2 separate regions of the Mus musculus genome follow, and region 1 is linked to region 2. A link is a contact called in public HiChIP or PLAC-seq data. All regions are on one chromosome and are shown on one strand. The core of a region is the stretch at or near the end of the contact, and the rest is flanking DNA. Distances in the headings are between cores, read along the strand shown.

Region 1 (2,700 bases), core at 145-2,644, 1.1 Mb after region 2:
CTCTTTTGGTGTTCATTGCGCTAATTGCATCCACAGCGGAGGCAGAGCAAACATCTTTCCCTCCTGATTTGCATTATGCAAAACCTTAATCTCCCCAAGTTTCCTAAAGCCTTGTGAATGATTCACAGCCTTCCAATGCCTGGAACAGCTCGGCTTGATCTGCTTGTCCATATAAATTAGATTTACTGAGGAAATAAAGGAGGCTCGATACTATAAACTATTGGGAAGATGACCCCCGAGTGTGGATGCCCCATAAATTTGTGTCTTGGGGGGTACTGCGAGGCTGCTGATCACACACATATTGCTAGATTTATCTCTTTTGGGCTATTATTGACATGAAGAGGAGAGTAGATTGCCATTGGGAGCCACTGTGCTGTCTGGGAGAGGGGCTGGCTCTCCCTGAACTGGCAAAAAGTGGCTTACAGAAAGCCTTCTCCAGACAAGGGGCCACCAGGAGAGGACTCAGGTTGAAGCAAAAGCGTGCAGGAGAGGCTGGATTCGAAGGCAGCCGAGTTCAGCCTGTGACACTGAGGAGGTGACCGCCCCTTCCCTTTGTTCCCTCACCTCCTGTTGGGGAAAACAAAACATTTCCAAACTTAGAGGGCTAGAGGAGGTCCCAGATGGAGTCTCCGCTGCACACCTGGGCCTCCTTCTAGGAACTAGTGGGGACCAAGATAGCAGGCCCAGGCTTCCAGGTGCTCAGAGAGCTCACTGGAAGAGCTCCATCCACAATGAGAGCTTACATGGTGGTGCCGGAGAGGGGGATGGTAACATTAGCCAGATTACAGGCTCAGACCCAACGCTGTGAAGGTGTGCAGAGCCAGCCCCGATGCCAGAGCCTGTTAGTGCTGTAAGCCTGCTGCCCTGGCAACCAGAAATGCCAGGCACGACTGTGCCAGGTTCTGATGTTGGGCTTCAGATCATTATTTCTGTTATTATTTACATGGCCATTGCACAGATTTGAAAGCTGAGTCCTACTTTAGAATCTAAGTCTGCAGGACGCCCCTACCAAGCGTCTTCCTTCTCTAGTCCCCTAGAGTGGGGCTGAGCAGGGGAAAGGGGGAGTTATTAGTGTTTATGCTAATACCTGTCAGCTGGAAGTTTCTACTCTGTGCTATCTGATGGTAAAGATCAGGGTCTCTGCGACCACAGTCCCCTTTCTCAGAGACCTCTTGTTGGCCTCTGCCAGGCATTTCCTGCTGGGATTTACTCGTGACTTCCTGTCCTTTGCCAACTGCAGACCTGCAGGAAGATGGTGGAGATGGAGGAGGCAGGCAGGATTTGTATTTCCTGTTGGTTTCTTACTGTTTCTGCCATTCCCACCAACACCACAGCGGCGCCCTTAGACGCCCCACATCCCCAACCAGCCCCGCCTATGAAATGTCTCAGCCCCGCCTATGAGGCATCTCAACCCCGCCTACGAGGCTTCTCAGCCCCGCCCTCCGCTCTGCAGCATAAGGCCCAGATCTACGGCGTATTCAAGGGTCAATAAGTTTTCCCCTTAAAAGTGTCACTAACATTCCTGAAAGTGTGGCTTGTGAGCCCCCACCCCCTCCCTCTGCATTGTATGAGGACAGTCATAAGCAATTTCCGGACTCAGGAGCATGGCTGTGCTCTATACAACTCCATATACAAGCACTTAGTCTAGTCATGAGTAATAGCTGCCTGAGCACATAGATGAGGGTTCGTCTTTGTCTCAGCAAGACAACTCCGTGCTTGCATCCTGCATCTTTAGGCTTTAAACAGCCACGTGTCATCGACACTGTGGGCCAGAGTGATGCTGACAGAACAGAAAGAGAAAGGCTCTTGAAGTTCATGCCAAGGCTGGAGGTCAGCACAGGCTGAGGAAGTGCGGGCTCATACCACTGGCACCAATGGGAAGACTCGAAACATTTAGATCTCATAAACTGGTCCGGATAGGACGATGCCCCACGCAGCTGCCAATGAGGTGTCGGTGGGTGTGCTGGGTGTGCTGATTGGTAAAATAACACCTCTGGAGCAGCAGTAGCGAGTGACTTCACCACCTGACTGGGTTTAAAGTCAGTCTCCAGGAACCATTTGATTCTCCACAGGCCAAACATGCACGTTAGCTGGGGTGTGATGAGGTTCGGCACAGCGTCTCTGGAGGCACAGAACGGTTGGAAGCAAGTTATCTGAAGGGCCCCGTCTCTGACTCCTTTGAATGTCTTTCTTCACATGATTGGAGGAACACTGCGATCCAGACTGACTGAGTGGACCACCAACCAAATAGAGACCGGCTCCCCTTCATGAACTAACCATTAAATTCAGAATATCTGGGCCATTGTGATGATATGGCTGGTAAAGGCCTTTGCTGCCTGGCCTTACAACCTGAGTTTGATGTCCAAGAATCATGTGATGGAAGGGAGAGAACTGACTTACACACACACACACACACACACACACACACACACACACACAATGAGTGCACACTCACATACACACACACACTTATGTGATTTTTAGAAACTAAGACCGGAATCCCTAGCAAGTGCCCCCAGATAAACACATTCCCCGATCCCACAGAACACTCTGTCCTCCAGCGTCCTCATGCGAGCTCCCCAGCCACAAACTGTTGCAACCATTTCCAAGAACAGTCTCTGTCCCCCCAAAGCGACACTATACCTGCCTTTGGTGCTTGTGGCTGTGGCCAGTGACAGGTGGGTGGGGCCGGAAGACAGG
Region 2 (2,735 bases), core at 115-2,614:
TGATCAGGTTTTATGTAATCTCTATCAGATGCCCAGGCACATCAGCTAAGGTCATGTAAGATATTCCCAAGGTGGATTCCAAGGGCAGGGAAGTTTCAAACAACTGTTCTCCTTAGCACCCACTAAAGCTCCATGATAGGTGTATTGGATGCTGACAGGTTACAGACTCATATCTGCATTTGTTTAATGCAGGTTTTCAAGATGCAGTTATCTACAGTACTCCCTATGCTCAGCTAGTACTCCATGGAAGTGGCTAGAAAATCAGCCTGACTGAATGTAATCTGAGAAGATTACAGCATCCAATGAGAGTTCTTTATGCTGTCTTCCATGGTAGAGCCAAAATTTCACGAGAAGAGGGTCCCTGTTTGCTGTGTCTCATTCTCTTCTGTGTTCCAGAACCTAACATAGTCTTCAACATACTTAGTGCTTGTGTCTGCAGTGGAGAATGGGTAAATAAACACATGAATGAGTGGCTGACAGATGAATGGGCTGATAGATGTATGTGTAGATGGGTGGATAGATGGATGAATGGACAGATGGATGCACGAGTAGGTAGATGGATAGATGAGTGGGTGGATGGACAGATGGATGGATGAGTGGGTGGATGGATAGATGGATGGATGAGTGGGTGGATGGATAGATGGATGACTGGGTGGATGGATGTATTGATGGATGGACAGATGAATGAATTGTCGGATGGATGAGTGGATGGGTGAATAGATTTGTTGATTGATGGATGAGTAGATAGATGGAAGAATCAGTGGGTGGATAGATGAGAGGATGAGTGGGTACATAAGAGACTGATGGATGGTTGGATGAGTGAATGGGTAGAAGATGGAGGTGGGTACTCTTGGATAGACCTTAGGCCAGAGCTTCTGGATACAGAGACTGGAAAGTAAATATCTCCCCTAACTGCAGTAGGGCAGGTGGCTGCAGTCATGGTTGTAGACTCCCAGCCGCAGGACAAAACAGCATACTTGGTGGTAGGTGTGGCCCTAGGTCCTGTTTGAGATTGCAGAGGAATAATTAGCTACAAGCCAAACAGGGAAAGCTGGGTGACCTGTCAGGAGGCACTCTCAGCTCCACTTCAGAAAACGCACACGTCCACGGAGTCCAAAGGTCAGGCCCTCTCCTGTCCTGCGGCCTTTGGGTATTTGTTTCTCAGGGGACACTCAGATCCCAGAGGAGACTTGTGGGGCCATAGAGGAGTCTTGCAAATCGGACCCTCTGACTAATCGGAAGTTGGTGTGTTTGGGGGCTGTGTGCACATATAAAAACCCAGCTTAAAACTCAGGCAACAATGTGGTTTCCTGGCTAGTACCACTCAGGCTGAGACTCATCAGACAAAAGCCTAGAGGAGGCCTCATGGGGACTAGAGCATCAAAGCAAGCGGTGACAAAGAAACTGAACCACCTCGTGCTGACAACTTAAGGGAAACAAGTGTCTTGAAAACGTAACTCACTCAGCTCTAAGAATAGAACTAGAAAAATAAAATATTCCAATATCTCCTTAAGAAATCAAACCAATCATTAAGTCCCCTCCTCCCCTCTCTTCTTCCCCCTACCCTGCTGGTTTCTGCCTTTACTCTGCTGAACAGAAGTGGAATTGACAGGGTTGTGCCTTGCACACTGTTCTTTGAGAATAGACAAGGAAGCCACTTCCTGTTTCAGTCTATGGGCTCACACTGTTCTTTGAGAATAGACAAGGAAGCCACTTCCTATTTCAGCATAACTCAGGGTTGCCTTGACAAGGGTGTTACAAGAAAAGAAAGTAGAATGGAATATTTACAAGACAGGGTTCATGAGATTACCGAAAACATCCATCTGAGAGCCCGAGTCCTGTTTCCTTCTGTATCCTGACTCATGTCATTGGGTAGATATGTCATGGCGGTAGCAATGACACCCAGAGACATTTCCAGAACATTCCCTAAGTTCCAGGCCCCTCACACACATAGGCTCAGTTAGTGTCCCCCAACAACTTCTATGGGGGTGCTATTCCTTCCCGACTCTCTTCATAGAGGATTGCAGAAAGCCTTCAGTTTCAGTCATGTCCAGCAAGCCAAGGCCTGTCGCAGCTCCTGGGTTGCTGAGTCTGCCCAGGAGTCTTGATTTCCATATTCTCCCCTACAGACTCCATCTGTACAGATCTCCTTCTTGGAGGCATTGACCATGACAGGAAGCCGGAAAGGCAGCAGGCCTTGGGCAGCACACGGGTCAGGAACAGGTTTCATTATTTTTCTGGTTAGCATCTGGAACACTGATGGTGACCCCAAATATCTTTGCTTGCCTAGCTGAGCATCCTATGTACAATGGATTAAAAATTCCAGGTTGCTGATGAGGGACACTGTGCCTTACCTCCTCCCAACCAAGCTGGGTCTGGGGGACAGACCTGATTCAGAGCAAAGCTCTTGAACACTTAAGGTTAGCAGGATTAGTAGGTGGGAGGCACATGGGTATGAGTCTTTTCTACTGTGATCACCTTTGCTGGGGCAATCAGAGATCAGCCACAAAAAGGGATCGAGTAGAACAAGAAGCCACCTTTGATGATGAGAGAAAAGAGCTAAGTTCACCCCCGGTATGAAGACGAAGCCACTGCTGTGGGATTAGCATTAGGCGGACCCTCATGTGGGTAGATGCATCCTCAGAGCAGATCAGTACATTGGTTTCTGGGCAGTGGCAACATCTTTCTTTACTGTTCATGCAACCTGGGGGAGGGGATGTCCTGAGCTATGTGAC

Evidence for each region. HiChIP or PLAC-seq counts read pairs in DNA pulled down with a chosen protein or histone mark.
Region 1: an H3K27ac HiChIP or PLAC-seq map of T-cell acute lymphoblastic leukemia shows a contact between it and region 2, with 3 times the contacts expected there. The contact joins two enhancer-like sites. A contact is called at or near these places in 2 of 39 promoter capture datasets (hippocampal neurons and liver) and 2 of 115 datasets of contacts at active chromatin or transcription factors (T-cell acute lymphoblastic leukemia and astrocytes).

What each region holds. Positions count from the first base shown.
Region 1 is chr2:166,552,272-166,554,971 of GRCm38.p6, forward strand. No RefSeq gene overlaps it. Among named protein-coding and RNA genes, the nearest start is that of Gm29679, 11 kb to the right of the region's middle. Within about 2 kb of position 1,395, at least 104 of the 459 cell types and tissues checked have an H3K27ac peak or open chromatin away from gene starts, as enhancers often do. A contact at or near this core is called in T-cell acute lymphoblastic leukemia, where this site is marked.
Region 2 is chr2:165,451,832-165,454,566 of GRCm38.p6, forward strand. The region is part of intron 1 of Slc13a3 (solute carrier family 13 (sodium-dependent dicarboxylate transporter), member 3); the gene reads right to left. The region is part of intron 2 of Gm14437 (predicted gene 14437); the gene reads left to right. Among named protein-coding and RNA genes, the nearest start is that of Gm14437, 11 kb to the left of the region's middle. Within about 2 kb of position 1,365, at least 65 of the 459 cell types and tissues checked have an H3K27ac peak or open chromatin away from gene starts, as enhancers often do. A contact at or near this core is called in T-cell acute lymphoblastic leukemia, where this site is marked.